3 separate regions of the Mus musculus genome follow, and regions 1 and 2 are each linked to region 3. Evidence: chromatin contacts called from public HiChIP or PLAC-seq and promoter capture Hi-C data. All regions are on one chromosome and are shown on one strand. Each heading gives the region's core, a stretch centred on a gene start, on an enhancer-like site or on the middle of the called end of the contact. The rest is flanking DNA. Distances are from core to core; before and after follow the strand shown. Region 1 holds the start of Zkscan8 (zinc finger with KRAB and SCAN domains 8). Region 2 holds the start of Pom121l2 (POM121 membrane glycoprotein-like 2 (rat)). Region 3 holds the start of Btn1a1 (butyrophilin, subfamily 1, member A1).

Region 1 (3,566 bases), core at 667-3,166, 1.9 Mb after region 3:
AGCCTCTGTCTTCAGCACTGCTTCCAACATTCTTGTCTTCCAAGCTCCTACAGAACACTGAGGTTTCAACAATCAATGGTCCTTCTAGCCCAAATGTCCAGTCCTTCCACATTTCTCCCCCTAAACATAATCAGGTCTGTCACAGCAATACCCTATACCCAGTACCAATTTGTATAGGGTTGTATTGCTATGATGAAACACCATGACCAAAAAGCAAATTGGAGAGGAAAGGGTTTATTTGGCTTACACTTCTAGATCATAGTCCATCATTGGAGGAAGTCAGGACAGGGACTCAAGCAGACCTGGAGTCAGGAGTAGATGCAGAGGCTATGGAGAAGGCTGTTTACTGTCTTGCTTCCCCTGCTTTGTCCAGCCTTCGCTCTTATAGAACCAGGACTATCATCCATGGATGGCATCACCCAGAATAGACTGTGCCCTCCTCCATTGATCACCAATTGAAAAAATGACCTACAGCTGGATCTCATGGAGGCATCTTCTCAACTGAGGCTCTTTCCTCTCTGATGAATCTAATTTATGTCAAGTTGACACACAGAACCAGCCAGTACATGTAATAAATGCAGAAAAACCTTCATTCAACAAGAACATCTTGTTGGAAATTATAGAACACACACTGAAGTCCTATAAACATAGAGTATGGGAAAGATCTCAGTGGGCACAGAGGTGTTATTAAACATCAGAGAATCCATATAGGCTAAAACCCTATGGGTACATAAAGTGTGGAAAGCCTGTATAAGTTAGGCTCTAACTAGGTATCAGAGAATTTATAGAGTAAATTAGTTCTACTAAAAAGAGAACAGTACCAAAAATTACTTAGTGCTCAGGATTAATAGACAGAATCTACCTTAGAGACCACGAGTGCCCATAATGTGGGCAAAACTTCAATCATCATTTAAAAACTTGAATCAAAGAATATGAGTCAAATATTCTTTTATTTCTAATTTAGTTGTTTTGAAAGAGGAATCAACTTCAGAAGGCTTTAACCTATTTGTATTGACTTACATTTATAATACCAATTTTATAATCCCAAATTTATAATCACTTGATTTATGCTTTTAATCCCAACACTTGGGAAGGTGAGGCAGGAAGTTTGCCCTGCGGCCAGCTAGGGCTACAGAGAGACTTGATCTAAACTAGCAAAACAACAAAATGTAACCCTGTCTATTGTGTTCACTTGTGACCCAAGCTTGGCAATTCCTGGCTGAATATGACTTCTCCCTTCTGTTCTAGTTCTTTGCTTGTCCATTCGTTTATATGACACTAGGTAAGACATTCACATGTCCTCTGCCTCATTTCCTCGAGATGAGAATGAGATTCACCAACTCTATCTCAACAAGTTGAAACAGATAAAAGTTGTCTTTGACATTAAAAAGTAAACCAATGTTCATTGTTTTCCACCAATTTTCTATTTAAATTTTAAGTTAGGGGTCTGGTTATTTTGTAGACGTTTTGTTGTTTCCAACCATAAGTATCTGGAGGATGAGAACACTCATAGTCAAAGAGAAAGCAATGGTCAGTAGGAACTTTATAAATATACTACTGTTCCTAGGAACTACAAAGGTTTAAATTCTTCAATACGCAGTGAAAGTTGGGAATTTGGAGTAATCATGAAGCATTAATGGGAAAGCACAAGGTAACTAAGAAGAATAAAGAGAAATCCGTTAAGTATACTCCTGAGCCCAGCGCAGGCCTCTGGATCTGTGATCAGCCACCCAACTCTTAAACTTGTCACCTGAAGCCCGAGGCTGGCCAGACAAAAGCTTAGGTGACTTAAAGCTATGTCACTCCTCAGGATGTCCCGCATAGCCGCCCTCCACCTGGTGTAGCTGAGGGCGCTCGGTCCTTTTGCTGGCCTACCATAGAGCTGTCAGACCTCCGAGCTTCCTAGAGAGCTTCCGGAAGTGGCTGTGGGGCAAGATGCGTGCTGCCCGGCTCTGCGGCTCCAAGGGTTTGGAACTTAGCGGCTGCAGGGGTCCCGCTCGGGTTCGGTGTCCGTCGCGTCTCCTCGCGCGCTTCCCTGTCCGCGCTGTGCCGCCTCCCGCCCTCGGGCAGCGTGGGGAGCTCTCGGTGAGTGCGCTGGGCCGAGCAGGGGCGCTCGGGCAGCGGAGGCCCGAGAGCGGGGAGCGGGTCGGTTCAGGGCCTGCCGCCGCTGAGCAGGCCGACACCCGGCCCCAACTTCCTACGGGATGGCTCTCCTCATCGCCAGTCATCATGTATATAATTTTGCACTCGCTCTTACTTGTAAAGCCGGCCCGTGTACCAACTGTTTCTACTCAGCAGTTTTGCCGATCGGTCTCAAAATTCATTTTTAAAGATAATAATTTTTTTCTTTTGAAGCCTCTACCCCACGTGGAAATCTTTGATTTTTTTTTTTTTTGTTACTCTTTTTTTTTTTTTTCTACCCATAAAAGAAGTATATTATGAAAGTAGTTCATGTAATGGCTGAACAGTTGTATGCAAAAGAAATACTTTAAGTAATTCTGGGGTAACAAAATTAAACCTTATTCAGAATACTTTGCTTACCTAGTTTATTAAAGCTAACTGAAATAGAATCTTGAAAATTCGGTAGGTTCCCATTCCCAAAACTCGGGTCATTCATGAGTAATCTCTGTTGGATTTCTAAGACGTTGACCACCACTTGACCACATACTTCTATTTGTCCGATTCACTTAAGTATTGCTATGCAGCAATCATCATTTTAGTGAATGTGCACGTTTTGAGTTCCTTGTGGTTAAATATAAAAATGTCAGTCTTAAAAGCATTCATCAAAGCAACTTCCTTGAGAAGCCCATAGCCACGCTTGTGCGTCTGGCCCTCTCCTGAGTGCCTTTCTCCTAACCCTCATGCTCAAGCCTTATTAAAATAACTTTTAAAATCTCCAAAACAAACAAACAAAATGAATGAATGCCATTTCAGATAACTACAAAGCATGTTTGTTTCATCTACTTCTTCTTAATCTCTAAAACCTGGAGATTATCATTCCTGGTTTGTATTCGGTTCTCAGACATCTCTCAAGTTTAATTAATCAGAAAGGAAAGTACATCTCCTGCATCTCTTGAGAAGCCAGTATTTGAGTTGTGCCTTCCTTAGTTTTCAAGGCTTTAACATTTTCGATCCCGAATAAGCCTAAGATTGTTGCCTTTCCGTTCATAAGGCAATCATCCTGACCAGATGTTCTTCAAGGATGGTGTGTAGGGATCAGTGTTTCTCTGTAGGTACTTTCCAACACTGCAATGTGTATGCACAAAATTATTAGAGAGGAGAATGAAATGGCCATGTATGTTGGTGCATGCCCGTAATTAATTGCATGCTGTACTAGGGTTGGGAAATCACCAGTTTGAAAACAACCTTAGAGAATTTTGTTTTGTTTGGGGAGGATAGGTAAGGTCCACTCATGCCACAGTACCGTAGTGGAGGTCAGAGGACAATTGCAGGAGTCTGTCTTCTCCTTCCACCTTGTGGGTTCTGGGAAAGTAAACTCGGGTTGTCAGGCTCAGCAGTGGGCACCTTTATCTCCTGAACGGTCCCTCAGAGCCCCGTGTCTTTTT
Region 2 (3,692 bases), core at 73-2,572, 1.5 Mb after region 3:
CCTAGGGCCAGACTGCAGTAGAGGAATCTCTCCATTTAGCTGTCCAGAGCTGCTGGGTGTGACTGAGAGGTGAGAATTAGGACTCTCTCCTGCTTTTTTCAATGGCCATTCTGGAGTCTGGACTAATGTCCTGAGAAAATGTCTCTTCCAAGATCCTGAGAGCTCTCTAGAAGAACTGTAAGAACTGGTAATAGCATTTCTTTTTGTGCTGGGGGGGCCTTGGGTATGTATGCTGGCCACAAGGGCCCCAGAGAAGCAACCGGATCTCTTACATTTATCATCTGAGCTCTGGACATGGGGTCTCCTTTTCAGAGACCCAGGCCTGGCCACAAACGAAACAGTGGCCCCACTTTTCAACAGGGGCTTAAAGGCGGACCATACGGAGGCCGAATGCCTTTGGCTGTCGGAGGTGTCCGGGAACAGTGGCTCTTCCCACCTGGCTCTGCCCTTCCTGCACTGGAGGAGGGCCCTCAGCACCGGGTCCTTTCCACAGGGCCCTGGTGGCTCCTCTGAAGGTCCCGCGGAGTTCACCACTCTTGAGACCGGGAACAAGGGCCGTGGTCTCCGCTCAGGAGGCGAGATCTTGACTGTCACCGGACTCCATGTGGCCCGAGGGTGACGAAGGGACCAAATATTACGCTTCAGGTAACTTTCCCACCAGTCTGAAGGAAGAGAGCCCATGATGGGGTTCTGTGGCCTCTTCATGGGGAAGCGCCTCCAGGCCTCACTGACGAAAGCGGTAGGGTTGGCGGGATCCCAGTTGGGCGGCCTCCGGGCCGGCCTGTGTCTCCGAGCGGGCTGGGCGCGGTGGACATGCTGCACCCGGTGGACCTGGTAGAGGGGCCTAGCGGGTCGGCGGCTCGCAGGCTTCTCCCCTGAGTCTGCGCGCCCCTGTGCTGGGGACCGCGGCGAGGACCCCGCTTTGCCCAGGTAGCTGCCCATGCTGAGAGGCGCGGACGGGCGGTGACTTCTAGCCCCGTTTCAACCTCGGCGGAGGCGGCCGAATCCAAGCATCCGCTGCTCGAGTGACGGTTGGGCCACGAGCGCCAGAAAAGCGCGAGGGAACTGGGGAGCTGGCGACACGCGGGCCACGGCAACCACGTCAGCCCGCTCTGGGATCTGCGGTCTGAGCACCACACTGGCAGAGCTCATGGGGGCTCGGTGTCTAGCATCCAGGCAGGACCCGGCCTTGGACCTGGATGCGCATTGGTGCGCGTCCCAGTTCCCCAAACTCTGAGCTGGAAGCGACTCTGGGTGATTTGAATCCCTTCATCGTACGAGTGAACGTACGAGGGAACGAGTGGGTGTGCTCGAGAGGGCACAGGACCAGAGGAAGATGGAACTGTTTAGGCAGGCTATAGGGCATTGTGACTTGTCAATGGGAAAGGCAGCAGCCAGCTGAGGTAATGTCTGTGAGTTCTATCAGAGCCTCCTCATGGCCAAACCCAGCATCATACCTTCAGGGGATAAAGTCAGGATTTGTAACCTTGCACCCTGGCGGGAAAGGGTCTATTTAGAAGACACTTGGAGCTCCTCTTCCCGACCAAACCTCTATTCACTTGCAGAATTAGTGTGTTAAACAAGTTGATAGAAGTTGAAGGTAAAACTGACTTCTTAGGGGGATACAGAAAGTTTCACTCTACACCCCTATGCTGGCCAGTGGACCAAAGTATCAAAGAACTCTGCCTGGCCATGAGCTAGAATCTTACATTTCACCCAAAACAAAACAAGTAGCTAACCAAGCACTTTCTCAAAACAGTATTGACAAGCAAGATGGCCAAGTCTGAGCATGCACTTGGTGGAAGGAGTGAGCTAACTCCCATAAGCTGTCCGCTGAGCTCCAAATACACAATATAGCAATAGCGTGTGTGTGTGTGTGTGTGTGTGTGTGTGTGTGTGTGTGTATACATACACACTGTATATACATACATACTGTGTATACATACACACTGTATACACGAAATGTAATTTTTAAAATTTTAAGTAAGGTGGAGAGACTCTCCATGAGCACACGAAAGTACCCCACACATACACAGAGCTACTGTAAGACATTCAGGAAATATAGAAAGTAGAAACTTCTATGTCTCAACAATAGAGCATCTATCTACAAATGTGAAACAGTTCTAGAAGTTCACACTGAGATGCCCCTAGCATGTAAGGAGGGTAGGAATAAATAGGGCTGTATCCAGCTATTAAGTGTCCCCAGGAGGTGGTTGCATAGAGAAACTGGGGAAGGAGGTGAACTAAAATTTGAGTGAGGATGACTGAATGGGACATACGTTTACAATGTATGCTGAGAAAATCATTCAATTGTGGGAGTTCACCACACATGTAACAAAACAGAGTTTGCAAATCCACAGGAATGATTGCTGGTTGCTTAAGACTGGGGCAGAAGGAAGAATAAAGGAGAGGACAGAAAGGTAACAGTATAATGATTTGTGTGCTATTGTTGTTATCTTTTGTTTTGTTTTTGTTTGGTTGGTTTGGTTTGGTTTTGGTTTTGGTTTTTGGTTGTTTTGTTTTGTTTTGTTTTTGAGACAGAGTTTCTCTATGTAGCCCTGGATGTCCTAGAACTCACTCTATGTTGACCAGGCTGGCCTTGAACTCACAGAGACCTACCTACCTCTGCCTTCTGAGTGCTGGGATAAAAGGTGTGCACCATTGCCCAATTGTTGTTATTTTTTAAGTAGTAAAAATTGACTATTGGGATTTTTTATCGACCTGTCTTAAAAGAACCAAACTGAACAACAATGGCCAGGAAAGAGTTGAAGTCATGAGAGCCAGTTTAGAAGTCTGTGTACTATCTTAATGCTGAGTCTATTTCCAGCAAAGGCAGGGGCAAAAACAAAAACAAACAAACAAACAAACAAAACCCCATGGCCAAGCCAACAGTTCCCTTTCAGAGACCTCCATCCAGGTAAGGCTGAATCTTTGTCTTCACCACAGAAAAGAATTTCAGGCCAGGCCAGTGTGAAGCAAAGTTAGAGATTGGGTATAGGATTCAAGGGGACACTGAAGCAGACTGTTGGGGCTAAGAAGTTTAACTAAGGAACACAGAAGAGCATAGCAGAGGCTCAGAGGAGAAGCAATCCCACGGGGCAGAGTCAGGGTTCCTTCTTATAAACGAAAAGGCCAGGTGGCAGAAACCATGCAGGAAGTGGTAAAGTGGGCAGGTGAGCTCCCTAAGACTGCCCATCACCCACTGCGATGTGGCACAACCCCAGAGGCTTGCTTCTTGCTACTGCTGTGCTTTCTCAGGTTTGTCACTGCGCATTTATCTGGCTTAATGTGAGTGGACCCCAGGAGACCCCCGCTGCCTATAACTTGATATGATTATTTCCTGGATGACAGCCCACTCTGTTGTGTAAATTTCTTGCAGATCAAAATAAAGATCAAATTCTTGAGATAAAGCTGTCTAGATGGATTAATGATTTTATGGAATTTCTGAATTGATTTAAGTAGTTTTGGGAAGTTAGCTTGATTTTAAAATTTTGGGTAAGTTAGGGTAATTGATAGAAAGTCAGCAGTTGATAGAAAGTTTTCAGTTAGAATCAAGAATAAAGTGTGCCCCTTCCTGATAGCTGCTGAGTTAGAGAAAGGAATACAGTGAGCGTTCATGCATTACAAGCTCCTAATTGTAGAGGCGGCAAGAATAGGCTTGGGACAAGCTAAAGATCAGAGTGAGCACATGC
Region 3 (3,315 bases), core at 381-2,880:
GGTAGTTATCATAGTTAGAAACAAAGAGCTACAAATAAAAATGCATATCTTTTTTCTATTTTCTTCTTCTTCCTCCCTCCTCCTCTTCCTCCTTTTCTTTCTTGTTTCTTCCTTTTTTTTTTTTTTTCCCAGGCAGGCTCTCACTGCATTGCTCTAGTTGTCCAGGAACTTGATCTGTAGATCAGGCTGGCCTCAAACTCTTCCTACCTCTGCCTCCCGAATGCTAGGAATAGAAGCATGTGTTAGCATGTCTGTTTTACTGTGCGTTTAAAAAAAAAAAGTTTATCTTGCCCTTACTGTTTGCTACAGGCTAGTAAAACAAACAGACATGGTAGATCGATCTATCTGAGTTACAAAAACAGACCTCCTTCGAGCCGGATTCGAACCAGCGACCTAAGGATTTCCAGGTCGAATACTCCTACAGTCCTCCGCTCTACCAACTGAGCTATCGAAGGATACCATGTATAGTGCCTAGCAAAGTCACAAGTAGCTTAGAGGAGCCACTATGCCTGATTTTAAGCAGTGCTGGGATCTAACTCAGGGCTTCATGAATGCTAGATGGACCTTCTACCAAATGCCAAGTGCATTCTTTTTTTTTTTTTTTTTAATTAGGTAATTTCCTCATTTACATTTCCAATGCTATCCCAAAAGTCCTCCATACCCTCCCCCCGAAGTGCAGTCTTTATACTAGAAAAAGAACTAGAAATCTCATAATCTTCGCAAATATATGCGTATTAGCTATGCTATGAACTATGCAGGAAAACTTACTATGAACTTATCACTATGAACTGATATATATTGTTCTTAAATTTTATTTTATATTTATGTACAGCATAGAAACAATCATTGATAAAACTGTTTTTTTTCTTTATCTTTGCATTTTTTCAGTAATAAATGAAAATTCAAAACCAAATAAGAAATTGCTGATCTCATGACTGATGGCAGGGTGAAGCGCCAGGTCCTTGTGCAGTTATACCTTGAAGGTGGACATCCAGTGGACTCCTGCCACCCACACCCACATTCCTGAAGGTGTCTCATGGAAAAGATCAGGGAGGGAGAGCTGCAGCCATTGTGGACTCACTCTTTAGCTATTCACAGATGTAATGACAAAGTAATTTACTTTCTGGGCTCCTATTCTCTTGCCTGTTTTGTTTCCAATACTGTTTGTGTCTAATACTTTTCCAACTTGGCATAATTCAAACAAGGTATTAGTAACATTAGTCTTTTTCTTAAAAGTAACAAACACCCCACTCTCTTTTGTTTTGTTCTCCATATGTAGCTCTTGCAAGTCTGGATCTTGCTATGAAGCCCAGACTGGCCTTAAACTTACAATGACCCCCGCCTGCGCCCCCCCCTCCCCCCCCATGAACTTGGGTTAAAAGAACTGAAGCCACAGAGTTAAATTCACAGGCTGATGGCCTCATGACTCATTTCAGTTGCTCAAGTCTTCTTTCTTTTTGTCCCCATTCCCTATATTCGGTACAGCTCTTTAATGCATATATCGTTCTCTTAGGGGAGGAGGATGAACCCAAACTACCTGACCACTAATCTGTAGTCCACATGTTTAAAAGGCTGCTCCTCCCCCCACCCCGAATAAATACACTTGGCCACCTGTGGGCAGGCTTCTCTAACAGCACACAGCCTTCTTCCTTCTGAAGAGCTCTCTCTTTGGCCCCGGGGTGACAAGCAGCCCTTTTCACTTGATCACTGTGGCTCTGGCTCCCTTTTCCTCTGGGTCTGTCGAAATCGGTAGGTGCTTCACTCTCAGCTCAGCTCTCTTTGTCTCTTCTCTGTACTAGGCTTTCTGTTCCTCAAGCTCTTCAGCTCTGCCTCTCCCCTCTCTCTCAGACTTTGTCAAGACTGTATGTACCTCACGGTGTAACTCCCAGAGATCACCCTCCTGAGAGCTGCTGGGCTTACAGTTGAGAAACACACCTTGTCTTTCTCTCCTCCTTCGTTTCATTTCATGTTCTCCATTTCTACCTCCGTGGCTTTATCTTCATTATCACTTCTAAACACGAATAACAAAGTATCCCACTCGATTCGATTTTACTTTATTGTTTTATTGTTATTGTAAATGAGGAGATTTCTTCATTATCTACAACTGTGCCTCGCGGCTCCATTCTGGAGGCAGTCGAGGGCTGGAGGACCAGACGTACAGAGGAAGGGTATGGGGCAGGCGCTGTTGTAAAATGGACTGAAAATGACCCTGTAGGGGAAATACAGAGCCCTCCAGGTTGGAAGAAACTGGTGGAGAACAGGGCGCTTGCGGAACCCATAGTTACCTCCTGACTGTTTCTCTCCCAGCCTGAAGCTCTTGGCGGGCTTCATTGCCCCAGTTAGCTCAGAGATGGCAGTTCCCACCAACTCCTGCCTCCTGGTCTGTCTGCTCACCCTCACTGTCCTACAGCTGCCCACGCTGGATTCGGGTAAGTTTCTGTTCTAGCCTTCTCTTTCTCGCAAAGTTGGAAGGTCCCTATAAATAAATACCTCTGACCCGGTTTGGCTCCTGGTGGGGGGACCTTCACCACAATCCAGTGAGTTCAAAGGAAACCCACTGCGGGAGGTAATACACACCTGCAATTGCAGCACCAGGTGGGCCCAGGCAGATTTTTCTGAGGTCAAAACCTGCCTGGTCTACATAGAGATAGCCAGAGCATCCAGGGTTACGTAGGGAGCGCCTAGTTGTTTTTCCTTTAAATCAAAGGAATTGGAACGCTAAGTGTGGTGGTGGTGCACCCCTGTAATGATCGCACTTGAGAATTGAGGGCAAGGAGCTCAAGGCTACATAGTGAGCTGGAGGCCACCTTGGGATTTATGAGATCCAGTCTGAAAAATAAACAGAAGAAAAGAAATAGCAGCCACCCCGAGTTCCTTTCTTTACAAGGAGACTGGCCGGTAGGTCCTCCATCCCAACCCATCGTCCTATCTGACCTTGTTTATTACAGCAGCTCCCTTCGATGTGACCGCACCTCAGGAGCCAGTGTTGGCCCTAGTGGGCTCAGATGCCGAGCTGACCTGTGGCTTTTCCCCAAACGCGAGCTCAGAATACATGGAGCTGCTGTGGTTTCGACAGACGAGGTCGACAGCGGTACTTCTATACCGGGATGGCCAGGAGCAGGAGGGCCAGCAGATGACGGAGTACCGCGGGAGGGCGACGCTGGCGACAGCCGGGCTTCTAGACGGCCGCGCTACTCTGCTGATCCGAGATGTCAGGGTCTCAGACCAGGGGGAGTACCGGTGCCTTTTCAAAGACAACGACGACTTCGAGGAGGCCGCCGTATACCTCAAAGTGGCTGGTGGGTACAGACGGGA

Evidence for each region. HiChIP or PLAC-seq counts read pairs in DNA pulled down with a chosen protein or histone mark. Capture Hi-C pulls out chosen DNA fragments and counts their contacts.
Region 1: a promoter capture Hi-C map of pancreatic islet shows a contact between it and region 3, with 5 times the contacts expected there. The contact joins the promoter of Zkscan8 here to the promoter of Btn1a1 in region 3. A contact is called at or near these places in 5 of 39 promoter capture datasets (the 3T3-L1 cell line, the HPC-7 cell line, cranial neural crest and 1 more) and 3 of 9 other capture datasets (liver, macrophages and pancreatic islet).
Region 2: an H3K4me3 HiChIP or PLAC-seq map of stem cell-derived neural progenitor cells shows a contact between it and region 3, with 9 times the contacts expected there. The contact joins the promoter of Pom121l2 here to the promoter of Btn1a1 in region 3. A contact is called at or near these places in 4 of 39 promoter capture datasets (hematopoietic stem and progenitor cells, hippocampal neurons and liver), 2 of 484 Hi-C or Micro-C datasets (bone marrow-derived macrophages and uterus), 14 of 115 datasets of contacts at active chromatin or transcription factors (the 230-238 cell line, T-cell acute lymphoblastic leukemia, bone marrow-derived macrophages and 6 more) and 3 of 9 other capture datasets (adipose tissue, liver and macrophages).

What each region holds. Positions count from the first base shown.
Region 1 is chr13:21,529,464-21,533,029 of GRCm38.p6, reverse strand. Zkscan8 (zinc finger with KRAB and SCAN domains 8) reads left to right here and starts at 1,916. Exons shown (of 6, transcript NM_139141.4): 1 at 1,916-2,085. It overlaps Gm32724 (a long non-coding RNA gene), which reads right to left and starts at 1,961. Exons shown (of 5, transcript XR_001780870.1): 1 at 1,876-1,961.
Region 2 is chr13:21,978,811-21,982,502 of GRCm38.p6, reverse strand. It overlaps Pom121l2 (POM121 membrane glycoprotein-like 2 (rat)), which reads right to left and starts at 1,322. Exons shown (of 1, transcript NM_001162928.1): 1 at 1-1,322. The coding sequence starts at 942.
Region 3 is chr13:23,464,216-23,467,530 of GRCm38.p6, reverse strand. It overlaps Btn1a1 (butyrophilin, subfamily 1, member A1), which reads left to right and starts at 1,630. Exons shown (of 8, transcript NM_013483.3): 1 at 1,630-1,749; 2 at 2,308-2,429; 3 at 2,949-3,299. The coding sequence starts at 2,351. Gm52036 (a long non-coding RNA gene) reads right to left here and starts at 3,107. Exons shown (of 2, transcript XR_003950563.1): 1 at 2,935-3,107; 2 at 2,043-2,829. It overlaps n-TYgta8 (a tRNA gene), which reads right to left and starts at 455; the gene lies at 366-455.